3 separate regions of the Mus musculus genome follow, and regions 1 and 2 are each linked to region 3. The links are chromatin contacts, called in public HiChIP or PLAC-seq maps. All regions are on one chromosome and are shown on one strand. The core of a region is the stretch at or near the end of the contact, and the rest is flanking DNA. Distances in the headings are between cores, read along the strand shown. Region 1 holds the start of 1700096J18Rik (RIKEN cDNA 1700096J18 gene). Region 2 overlaps Rgs9 (regulator of G-protein signaling 9). Region 3 holds the start of Wipi1 (WD repeat domain, phosphoinositide interacting 1).

The links. HiChIP or PLAC-seq counts read pairs in DNA pulled down with a chosen protein or histone mark.
Region 1: a contact with region 3 is called in an H3K27ac HiChIP or PLAC-seq map of acute myeloid leukemia, with 4 times the contacts expected there. The contact joins the promoter of 1700096J18Rik here to the promoter of Wipi1 in region 3. A contact is called at or near these places in 14 of 39 promoter capture datasets (the 3T3-L1 cell line, 3T3-L1-derived adipocytes, the C10 cell line and 8 more), 2 of 15 datasets of contacts at CTCF or cohesin (the G1E-ER4 cell line and large pre-B cells), 16 of 484 Hi-C or Micro-C datasets (B cells, the Ba/F3 cell line, the G1E-ER4 cell line and 8 more), 21 of 115 datasets of contacts at active chromatin or transcription factors (the HPC-7 cell line, acute myeloid leukemia, astrocytes and 14 more) and 3 of 9 other capture datasets (adipose tissue, liver and pancreatic islet).
Region 2: a contact with region 3 is called in an H3K4me3 HiChIP or PLAC-seq map of bone marrow-derived macrophages, with 6 times the contacts expected there. The contact joins the enhancer-like site here to the promoter of Wipi1 in region 3. A contact is called at or near these places in 6 of 39 promoter capture datasets (the C10 cell line, the HPC-7 cell line, cranial neural crest and 3 more), 1 of 15 datasets of contacts at CTCF or cohesin (CD8 T cells), 3 of 484 Hi-C or Micro-C datasets (the N1E-115 cell line, bone marrow-derived macrophages and forebrain), 9 of 115 datasets of contacts at active chromatin or transcription factors (acute myeloid leukemia, bone marrow-derived macrophages, craniofacial prominence and 4 more) and 4 of 9 other capture datasets (adipose tissue, liver, macrophages and 1 more).

The regions. Positions count from the first base shown.
Region 1 is chr11:109,344,924-109,348,547 of GRCm38.p6, forward strand. 1700096J18Rik (RIKEN cDNA 1700096J18 gene) reads left to right here and starts at 1,944. Exons shown (of 2, transcript NR_027883.1): 1 at 1,944-2,129.
Region 2 is chr11:109,268,264-109,272,482 of GRCm38.p6, forward strand. Rgs9 (regulator of G-protein signaling 9) reads right to left here. Exons shown (of 19, transcript NM_011268.2): 8 at 660-741. Among named protein-coding and RNA genes, the nearest start is that of Rgs9, 28 kb to the right of the region's middle. Within about 2 kb of position 1,673, at least 84 of the 459 cell types and tissues checked have an H3K27ac peak or open chromatin away from gene starts, as enhancers often do. A contact at or near this core is called in CD8 T cells, the HPC-7 cell line, the N1E-115 cell line and 4 more, where this site is marked.
Region 3 is chr11:109,609,523-109,613,147 of GRCm38.p6, forward strand. It overlaps Wipi1 (WD repeat domain, phosphoinositide interacting 1), which reads right to left and starts at 1,867. Exons shown (of 13, transcript NM_145940.2): 1 at 1,711-1,867. The coding sequence starts at 1,790.

The DNA.
Region 1 (3,624 bases), core at 694-3,193, 260 kb before region 3:
ACTCAGGTCCTCCACAAGTGTAATGTGTACCCTTAGCCACCGAGTCATCTCTGCAGCTTGGCTGATGGCGTTGTTGCTTTGTCTAGTTTTGTTTTAGGTAGATTCTCATGCTCCTGTCTCTCAGGCTGGCTCCGTGTGGCTAGGCATGACTTTGGACTTCCGATCCTCTCACCTCCACATCCCAAGCGCTAAGATTACAGGCAGGCACCGTCATACTCAGGTTTATGTGATGTTGGGGATGGAACTCAGGACTTCCTTCAAGCCGAGAAAGCATGGTACCAACTAAGTTACATTTCCAGCCTTCAAATTGGTTATCTGTTATATTCTAAATCTCTCTGAAACGTAGTAGTTTTACCATAACAATGGACACTATTTTATATAGTTCCAGAAGCTCTAGAATTTGGAAGTAGTTCAGCCTCGGGGCCCCACCCAGGGTCTCTTGTGAGGTCACAGGCATTGTTACCTGCCTAGGGTTGAGCTGCAGTGACTCTCAACCTTCCTAATGCTGCAACCCTTTAATTCAGTTCCTTACCACAACCATGAAATTATTTCATTGCTACTTCATAACTGTAATTTTGCTACTGGTGTGAATTGTAACACAAATATCTGATATGCAGGATATCTGATATATGACTTCTAAGGATTTTCGACCCACTGGTTGAGAACCACGGAACAAGGGTCTGTTTCTGATACTGGTGTGGCCTCTGTGTTGGTGTTGCCTATAGGCAAGAAGCATCAACTCTTTGCCACACGATCTCTCTCCAGGGGGCCACTTGAGTGTCCCCACAAGATGGCAGCCAGCTTCTCCCCTGCCAGGTGACTCAAGAGAATACAGAAGCTATGGTGTCTTTTATGATCTACCTTCAGAAGTCCCCCTATACCACCTTGTTTACCCAGGATGGCCCTGTCTATTTGGGGAGGGGGCTACAGAAGGACAGGAACACTCATTATTAGCTACTTTTCTTGTTGATGACTAAATATCTGACAAGAAATGATTTAAGGACTCAGGATGTATCGTGGTTGAGTTCTGGGTTCAGCTCCAAGGACTACAAAAAATGAACATGGTGGTATGTACCTGTGATCTCAGCACTTATGAGGGTTAGAAGTTCATGGGCTTTCTCTGGTTTAATGGTAAGTTTGAAGACAGCCAGAGATATGGGTGGTCCTGTCTCAAGAAGTAGAAGGAAAATTGTAGGAGGGGAAAGAGGAGGAGGAGGGAAAGGGGGAGGAGGAAGAGGAGAAGAAAAAAGAAGAGGGGGAGGAAGAGGAAGGGGAGAGGAAAGAAGAAGGTGAGGAGGAGGGGGAGGGAGAAGGAGGAGGACTTAAGAGAAGGGTTGATCCTAGCTTATAGCTTGAAGTCTGTCATGATGGGGATGAAGCCATGGCTGGAATGTGAGATAGCAAGTTACATTGAGTCTCTAGTCAGAAAGCTGAGAACAGACAGGAAATGGGGCTTCCAGGCAATAAGAACTCAAGGTCAGGGCCCCCAGCGGCTTGCTTCCTCCAATAAGGTTTCACTTTCTGAAGGTTCTACAACCTTCCCAAACAGCGTCACCTGCTGAGGACCAAGTGCTCAAACACAGGAGCCTGTGGGGGACACTGCACATCCAAATCACATTACAAAAGGAACCATGTTGGCGTGCTATCCTGTGTGAGCCAGAGACCGGGCCCCACAGTTCAGATGGGAGAGAGAGAAAAGAAAGAGTCCTAGGGAACACTAGGATTGTTCTTAGCTCACTCTTTATGATATCTGTTGCCTTCCCTTCCCCCTCATGCCCCGCACCCCATTCTTTCCTCCAGTCAGATGTGAGGACTGAGTCTTTTATAATCAGAAGGGCACGGGGAAGAATGAGACTGTTTACACAGGCAAGCAGAACCTTTGTGAGGCTTTGGGGGGTGGGGTGGGGGGTGGGATGACCTAATGAGTTAAATGCTTGCTGGGCAAGTGTGAAGACCCAAGCGAGTGTGGATTGCCAGCCAGCACCCACTCAGAGCTGAGCCAGAGAGCATGTCTCCAGTCCCTAAGGCAAGTTGTGAGGTAAAGACGGGAGAGTCCACGGAGGCTGAGAAGCCAGCTAGCCTGTGGGCACTGCAGTGGACAGGAGACCCTGTCTCAGGCAAGGTACAAGGTAAGGACAGATGCCTGAAGTTGTTCTCTGGCCTCCACATGACCAGCATGGTATACATACCTGCACTCTCACCAAGAATGTACACACACACAATATACACACAACACACACACACACACATACCACACACACACAACACACACACAACACACACACACACAACACACACAACACACACAACACACACAACACACACACACACACACACACACACACATGATTTTTATCTTAAAACAACCATATGAGAGACCGTGAAAGGATTGGCAGACACTGAGAAGGGAAAATGTTTATAAATGAGTGGAAGAGGCAGAGGAGACTGTTCAACAAGAGCCAAACAAACACATTTAAGCCAGCTGGAGTAAGACAGTAAACGGTAGGGCATAGGGTTTGGCTGAAACATGTTCAAAGTTCCTGCAGGCTTGTTTGATGTGGGGATTTAGGCTGAGTAAATGGATTTGAGGAGTGTGAAAAAAAATTCTCCTCCGAGGGACATTTCAGGAGCTTGTCCCCGTAGGGTCAAGGCAATACCAGGAAGCGAACTTTAATAGCTTCCTTCTATCAGCGTAGGAAGCTGAAGCCGATAAGGAGTTGGAATGGAGTCTCCCAGTTTGAGGAGCTTCCCCAAAAGGAAACTTTGGAGAGGGAGATAGTCTGTGTTTACACAGCATGCCTTCGATGTCTGCACTTTACACAAGCTGTATCCTAGGGCCAGGCTGAAGATAGAACTGCCTGACCTAGAAAAGCCTACGTCTGGGCACAGTGCCCAACCCAGCACTGGGAGGGAACTTCTGCCCAGCCCTGCCCAGCCCAGGGGCTCAGAGTGGGGGTGGGGGACTCCCTGAGCACAGCAGACACTACACAGGATGTACTCAGGGTTTAAGCAAAGCCCGGAGGGTGGTTTGGAGAGCTAACCGCTCAACTTTTAGTATTGGGGTGAGGGATGTAGTACAATGGTAATATCATACTTGCACAGGGCACTACAAGTCCTAAGTTCTATGCCCAGCACCACTAAGAAAGTGAAGGGGAAGGAGACTCTTCTAGTTCATTCTCCCATTAACAAAAGGACATGTTACAAGAGGCCCCTGATGTATGATATCTGTCCACCCATCTAACAATAAAACTTAATGAAGATTGGTGTAGGTTCCCTAAATACTCCCCGAGTGTTCCCAAAAGGAGCACCCATGATTTGCGCATCAGTGGGTTTGTTCAAGATGATGCAGGTTGGGGCGGCACGATTTGAATCCACGTCGCTCCTTGAAAGCTGACCTTGGGCAGCTGTACTGTAGGGTCGGGGAGTCTCTGTTTTCTCCTGCAGAACAGGAGACTACTTAACAGATGAGAGACCCTTCAATGGCGCCTAGAACGCAGCAAGAGACCAGGAAGCCAGGAACCAGCAGAGCTGCCGTGGTTGCATATCTCCGTAAACCCAACATTTGGGAGGCCACATGGAAAAACCACCCAGGGTTCAAGAACTGACAGGGCTACACAGTGAGTT
Region 2 (4,219 bases), core at 423-2,922, 340 kb before region 3:
CAGAAGAGCCAGGCTCCGCTCCCAGCACCATATACAGGTATGATCCAGAAACATCTATAACTCCAGTACCAGAGGATCCGAGACCCTTTTCTGATCTCTGGGGGGCACCAGGCACACACCTGGTGCACATACGTGCATGAGTGCAAACCATTCATACACATAAAATAAATAGAAGTCCAAAAGCCAAAGAAGCAAGGTGCTCCGAGCAATGAGAAGCTTGAGAAGCGTGCTCAGTCCTCCTGTCTTCCTCCCTTCCCAGCTGCTGACCTGGACCAGGGAGGAAAAGACAGAGCTGGAGATGCACAGGACATCTGTGTCTGTCTGTCTGTCTGGAGATGCACAGGACATCATCTCTGCTCTCAGTGTCTTGTTTTTTTTCTCATTCGGGACCTGTGTTCCCAGATCTTCTTATTTCCTTAAACCTCAACAACAAAAATTCCAAACCCTCACAAAAGATGAGTCGATTCCCGTTGCTTGGTACTTAACACTGACAGACAAGCTGTAAGGACCCCACCAAGAAGACACAGCACAAGGCAGCCCACACCAGATAATCCAGTTCAACTCTTGTTGGCGACAAGAAGGTGGGAAGCCAGAGGCAGCTGTGCTGCGGTGAGCACAGAATGGGGAGGAGTCAGGGGAGAAAGGGAAGCCTTACTTACCGGACTTCGGTGCACCAGCCAATACGCCTTCTCCTGGCAGTCCAGCGCGTACCTGTCGGCTTTGTTCCTTTCCTTTCCAGTCCTAAAACAACACAAAAGCTAGGCTCAGGGCGAGCAGTGCTTCACATCTTAAGGTCTAAGATGACCCCCATTCCTGATGACCTGGACCGCTTTCCCCACCTGCTCAAAGAATGTACATAAAAAACACAGCAAGCACTGCCAATAGCACATCACTCTTTTGCTCCGGGTACCGTTCCAACATGCATGGACTCATTCGATCCTAGCAACTTGGTGAGGTCCCTTTGTCTTGGTGGGCTCCTTAACAGTCTGTCACTCACTGTTAAGTACAAAAGATGAAGGAAGAGGAGGAGTGGAAGGCCCTGTATGTGGGGGCGGGGGGGGTGGGCTGCTGCATCCTCTCTGGGAATTGAGAATGTGTTCCACTTCTTCATGGTACTGGGCTGCATGACTTAGGTGCTGTCACCATGACCAGCTCCAGAATCAGATCTGTCACCAAAGTCACTACGAAGCGAGCAGAGATGATCATGTGACCCAGTGGCCTCCCTGACTTCATACTGGTTTCCCTGCTTCAGCAAACAAGATAATCAACATCCCAACAGGCAGATGGGTAACAATCCACACCAGAGCTATGCTGGAGCAACGAGTGTCTCAGGAAGTCCTATTTTTCTCCTGTTTGTCCTTCCCTGTCCCTCCAGTGAGGCGGTGACAAGTCATAGCCTTTTCTCAGTCCTGCTGGGGACTGTAAAAGGTTATCCTGTTTTGTCTAATCATCTCCCCTTTGCCACCGCAGGAGGAAGTGATGCCGGGCCTCCCCCTCCGGAAGGGAAGAAGTACTCATTATCACGCCAAGAGCACCAGTCCCACTTCCAAGGCTAGCTGTGCTCACATTTATTAACGTCTGTTTTCCCAGGCAACGGGCAACACGAGATGACGCAAACACCCTCCTCACACAGAGGTGGTGGATTTACTTCCTCGTTAATGTTCTGTGAAGAGCATAATAGCATCCAGAGAGCCAGATGGGTGAGCAGCGCAGCCATTCCAGGAGGGTGTTCTACCAACCTCCTCTGGAAATTAAATAGAAACATTGTTGCCCCTATTCCCCTTAACAACCTAATGGATTTTCTACCAGCGTAACCAGCCGGAGTCCTCGGGAGGATGGACCACAAGCACCCTGAGGTTTGCGTGGTTTCTATAATACTAGCCAGCCTTGTAAATGGAGCCCATCTTTAATGAGACCAGCTGGCCTGTCTGGACTTGCTCAGCAGCAGCACTGTGCGGAGGTCAGGAGAGCTGTGACAGATCCCAAAGAGCCAGTAAATAAGGAATTCATCGAGTTGCTCATGTGACTTTTTTTTTCACAATTCCATTTGTTTAATCTTCTGCTCATTCATGGATTTATTGATCTCCTACTATGTTCCAATTACTGGGAGTCAAAACATAGCTCCAGCCTTTGAGTGGTTTTTAGTCTAAGCGTTGCAAGAGTACTCAAGTAAATACAGACTTGCCTGTGGTGTTCGTACTGTGAGAAAACATTATGAAAACAGAAGCAAAATCAAAAACGGTCTCTGTAGTGATTCAGAAATGTGTCTCCAGGCCCTTCCTGTGGATGGAGGGGTCTGTTTCCCCTCCCGCTTAGAACCAGGTGGAGTTTTATGCTGACTTCCACCACTAGAGTGTCGGGCATAGCGTGTGTAATTTACGAGGCTGGGCCACAAAAGAATGAGCAAGTCACATAGCCACAAGAGGAGGAAAAAAAGGAAGAGGAAGAACACACACACACACACACACACACACACAGCGGGAGGGGCTCAGCATGACAAAAACTCTCTCTACAGGCAAGCCCACATGGCCCATCTAGTTTTGTGGTAGGATTCCACATCTAAAATCCATGAGTTAAGTCATGGAGTTAAGGGGACACTGGTGTCTCAGAAGAAAGGAGTCTTTTAGGAATTCCCTGTCCCACAGAGCCTCAAGTGAGGAGAGGAATCTCTGAAGAGTCTGGGTACTCAGACTTATCTAGGACTTCTGGAGGAGGAAAGTGGGAGCCACTGAGACAGCTCTGAGCGGCAGCTCCTGGAAGGGTTTTGTCAGGGTGTGGGTGGCTGAGATTGTCCCACTCAGAGCACAGAAGTAGCAGAGGGCATGGAGGGGCTGGGGAAAGAGACAATTCCATCTCCTTGCTCCTGGGCTCAGCTTAGGGCTGGAACCCACTAGAAACACAAAAGTGTTATGCTGAATAGAATTGAGTCATTCTAGCCCAACCAAGTGACCCTGACCAAGTAGTGTTAGCCTCTCCGAGCCTCCATTTCCCAACTAAAAAGATCAGGAGGGACAAGGACTATGACCCCGAGCCTTTCTGCCACACCAAGTTAAAATAAGATGGCACCTGTGAACACCAAAAGAAGCCTTGTAAACAAATGTCAATGGCGTGTTAGAAAGTTCCCTCCACGTTTCTTTGTCTCAAATACGTCAGACAGGAACAGGTTAGTGGCTAAGAAAGCAATGGCAGATCTCTCACCAGTGCCACATGTGAGCATGCCGGTCAATTGTTATTGTCAACTTGTCTGGATCAGAATTACCTAAGAGGCAACTATGTGGCCGTGCCCATGAGGGAGTTTCTAGAGAAGTTTAACTGAGGTGGGAAAACCCCTCTTGAACGTGGGCTGCACCATCACATGGTCTGGACTGAACAGAGACGTCAAGGCAAGCTGAGCACCAGTGCTTCCTGAGGGCGGCTGCAGGGGGACAGGCTGCCTCACGCTCCTGCCGTCATGATTTCCCTGCCGTGATGGACTGTGACCACAAAGTGTGGGCCAAAATAAACCCTTCACTCCTGCATACTATGACCTCACATTGGTTCCTAGGCTTGCCACCCTAGGTCCTGAAGTAAGAGAAGGCATGTCTAAGCTGCAGATAGCCTACAGTAGACATAAGACGAGCAAGAAATGAACCTTGTGGGCTGGAGAGATGGCTCAGCAGTTAAGAGCACTGACTGCCCTTCCAGAGGTCCTGAGTTCAAATCCCAGCAACTACATGGTGGCTCACAATCTACAGTGTACTTACATATAATAAATAAATCTTTGAGAGGGAGAGAGAGAGAGAGAGAGAGAGAGAGAGAGAGAGAGAGAGAGAGAGAGAGAGAGAGAAAGGGAAGGGGAAGGGAAGGGGAAGAAGGGGAAAGGGAGGAGGGGGAGAGGAAGGGGGAGGGGAAGAAGGGGAAGGGGAAGAAGGGGAAGAAGGGGAAAGGGAGGAGGGGGAGAGGAAGGGGGAGGGGAAGAAGGGGAAGGGGAAGGGGAAGAAGGGGAAGAAGAAGGGGAAGAAGGGGAAGAAGAAGGGGAAGAAGGGGAAGGGGAAGAAGGGGAAGAAGGGGAAGAAGGGGAAGGGGAAGAAGGGGAAGAAGGGGAAGAAGGGGAAGGGGAAGAAGGGGAAGAAGGGGAAGGGGAAGAAGGGGAAGGGGAAGAAGGGGAAGGGGAAGAAGGGGAAGGGGAAGAAGGGGAAGGGGAAGGGGAAAGGAAGAAAAAAGAAGTGAACCTTGTAGA
Region 3 (3,625 bases), core at 617-3,116:
TTACAAAACATCAGAATTTGATCTATTCTCTCATGCATTTAAGTCTCCTCTTAGGAGATAATCCCGCAAACAACTCAACAGGTTTAAAAACAAAGACATACTAATTTCAGTGCCTGCAGGCTGGCATATAGCTTGGTGGTTGAGTCTTCGCTCAGGGTGACTGAGACATTGGGTCTTAGGCTCAGTACCCTGCAGGCTCCCTACCCCTGCCCTGCTCACCCTATCACACAAGGAAATGGGGCTGGACTTGTCTGGCATGTATAGGGTACCCTGAGTTCCATCATCAGCACTATACAAACAGAGTGTGATGGTACTTCTTGTAATGTCAGTATTCCAGAACGTGAGCCAGGAGGATGAAACTTTGACATTCATCCTCCTCTACTAGGGAACTTGAGGCTGTCCGGATTACATGAGACAACGTTAAAACCAAGCAAGAACAAAATCCCAAGAAAATGCCACAAGGTACCCCACTTAATAGTTTGTGCATATTACATATCTATGGCTATGGGGAGATGTTGTAAGATGTACTTTTTTATTGTGGGTTGTGGTCAGAGGCAGCCTGAGAGTCACTCATGTAGCCAAGCTGTCGAATTACTGGATTATATGATTACACACACAGATTTTTCAAACAAAGACATATTGTTCAGAGCAGGGGTTTTTCAAACAGAAACACAAAGGGAATGAAAACCAGGGCTGCTTATGGCCTTAATTACACCAACGAATGAATGTTCAATATTAGCACAGTTCAGCTAGCAGCAGCCAAGGCACAAGCCTGAAGCTGAGCCCAAACCAGGAACAGAGCAGAAACTGGTACAGCCGGAAGTGGGACACTGGGAAGTGGTCATCCCTGCCCTGATGCTTCAGGGCTCCACATTCCAAAGAGATTAATCCATATGGTCCCCAGGCTGGCTTGCACAAAAACAGGGAAGAAAACAGTAGCTTGTGTCTTAAGATTCAATCCTGCAGATGCCTAGAACTCAGGCAAGCAATCCCTTGTTTATGGACCAAAGTCTAAACGTTGACCATCATAGTGAAACATTAAAAAGCCACTTAAAAGCAACAGGGTGGAGCGCCTGCTTCAGGGATGGGAAGCTGTCTGGGGCAGAGAAAGGGCTCCTGAGCTTCCAGGAGATTCCTGGGACTGGGTGGACAGCGAGTAAACACAGAAAGGCAAATAAAGAAAAGCTTCCTACGGCCAAAGAGACCAGCCAAGATGCCCAGTGCTGGGGCTGGTCGGGCCACAGGGATAGACTGACTGTTTGTCCGAGGCCCTGCCCAAATGCCACGTTGAGATACTCAAGGACAAATGGTAAAGTTTTTCTTCATCTTTCCGACTCTCTGCATCCTCCCTCTTGAGTCAAGTTGCACATTCCTCCCTTCCCTCACCTTTGTTTTGGTCCCTGATCTCCCTTTCGGTCACTAGGTGGCCCACACCAAGTCCCTCCCCCACATTCAAGGTCCCCCCTCCGCCCTCCTTGCTGACTTGTTTGGGTCACCCTAGCCGGCTCTTTCTGGCAGGCGCTGGCTGGCAGTCGTCTGGGTGGGCTCAAACCCCTACAGCCGAGCAACGCCGCGACACAGGCTGCCCTGCCGAGGTACCATCGGCGCGCAGGCCCCGGCTAGCCACCAGTTGCGTTACAGGACAACACCCTTTGGTGGCGACATTCTGTCCCCCACTTCCCTGGCCAGGGGGCTGGCGCCGTGGCTTACGTGCAGTCTTGGTTGAAAGAGAAGCAGCTGAGCGCCGCCTCCACTCGGCCCGGAGGGGCATCTGCGGCTTCGGCCTCCATCGGGGGCTCGACCCGAGAAGCCGCAGCTCTGAGCGGGGGACAGCCACCTCAGCAGCCCGCCCGCGCCGGCTCCGTGGGCCGGCTTGCCGCGTCGGTCCCGCCCCGGGCTCGCCTCCAGACAGACCCCGCCCACTCAGATACCACTTAGCTCCGCCCCTCCATCGTAAGACCCCGCCCTTACACGATTCCCATTTAGCTCCGCCCCACTCCAAACCCCCGCCCCTCCTTCAGAGAATCGGCTGGGTCCTAAAACAGCCAGGCCACGCCCCTGCCTCAAGTACCGCCCCTCTCGGCTCTAGCCCTGCCTGGGACCTTCAGGACCCGCCCTACACATTTCCCACTTAGCCTCGCCCTCTCCACTTCGGGCACCTAGCCCCACCCCCTCACAGCCCTAGCTCCGCCCTGAGCCAACCAGGCCCCGCCCCGAGCCTCCTTCTACCTAGCTTGGTAGCCCCGCCCCCTCTCCAGGCCGTCTCTGTCCCCACCCCGCCTCTTTATCACTGGGAACAGAACTGCTGACCGAACAGAGCCTTCCGCAGACAGCCAGGATTGGCCACCAACTCTTTTAGTCAATCAATAGGGCTAGTGGGCGGGACAGCTGTTGACGACCCGCCCCCTAGTCGGAGAAACCGTTTGCCATTGGCCGAAGGTGCGCGAGGCAAAGGCAGCAGGCCACGTGGTGGTGTTTTCATTGCCAGAGCGTCCAGAGGGTGAGGAGGAGGAGTGGAGCTTCAGGCTTCAAGCCTGCCTTAGCGTCGGAGACAACGCCAAGGAGGCGGGCGGACGCCTGCTTCCTTGCCCGCCCGCTAAGCTTACAGCAGTTGTAGTTGAAATCAGTAGACATCAAAGTCCAGCCGTTTTGGAGAGCCCTTAAGCTTCTCGGAAAAAGATCCCCAGCCGATTAAGAAGCCACATACAGCCCCACAGTTGAGAAAGAGCTCTTGCTAACCCCGACCCTTACATTAACAATATTACCTTGGTATGTTCCTACCCGATTTACTGAAAACCCGGTTAAAGCACTGGCTAGACTATATTATCTAAAACCAACAATACACAGCGGCATGTGAAAGGGTCTTCTTTCAGGACTTGTTATCATACAACTTTGCTCAGCAGTATTTGACCAGACATTCGATTTGTATAGAAAGGAGAGAAACTAGAATACTGTACAAGACAGTACAGCTTGAAGCTCATGTCGTTTGAGATGCATTCTGAAGCAAACTGGAGATTTGCTTCCCAAGCTTGTATACAATTGGTTGTGAGGTGCCTGGTGTGGGTTCTGGGGAACAGAATTCCGCTCATCAGTAAAAACACTGCTGAGCCATCTCTACAGCCTCTGAAATCTTCATCATCGCCATTATTATTACTATGATGATAATGGTGTCACAGTTCTGTAGATTGTGGCAATTCGGTTCATATCCAGCCACCTTGTTTATTATTTATTTATTTTGGATACATTGTCTCAAGCTATAGTCCACCGATCCTCAAGCACTTGGTAACTGATCCTCCTTCCTTGGCTTCCCAGGTCATAGGATCATGGGGTGAACCATCATACTCAGCCATGTTTCCCCAATTCCTGATGAAATGATACATAACATGTACGGATGTTTAGAATGGATGAACAAGAGAGCCTGTTTTGCATAAACTTTTCTTATTGGTTGGTTCTCCTGTTTGGGTTTTCCCAGATAAAATGTAACAGTTTACTTTCTCAAGTCCAATGCTCTGTCGACTCACAGATCTGGCCCGGATGATTGCTATAATCCAACCCCAGAGTAAAGAATTGCTGTTTGGATGTTTTGGTCATCTTAACAAGCTTTTCAGTCCTAGCTGCATCTCCC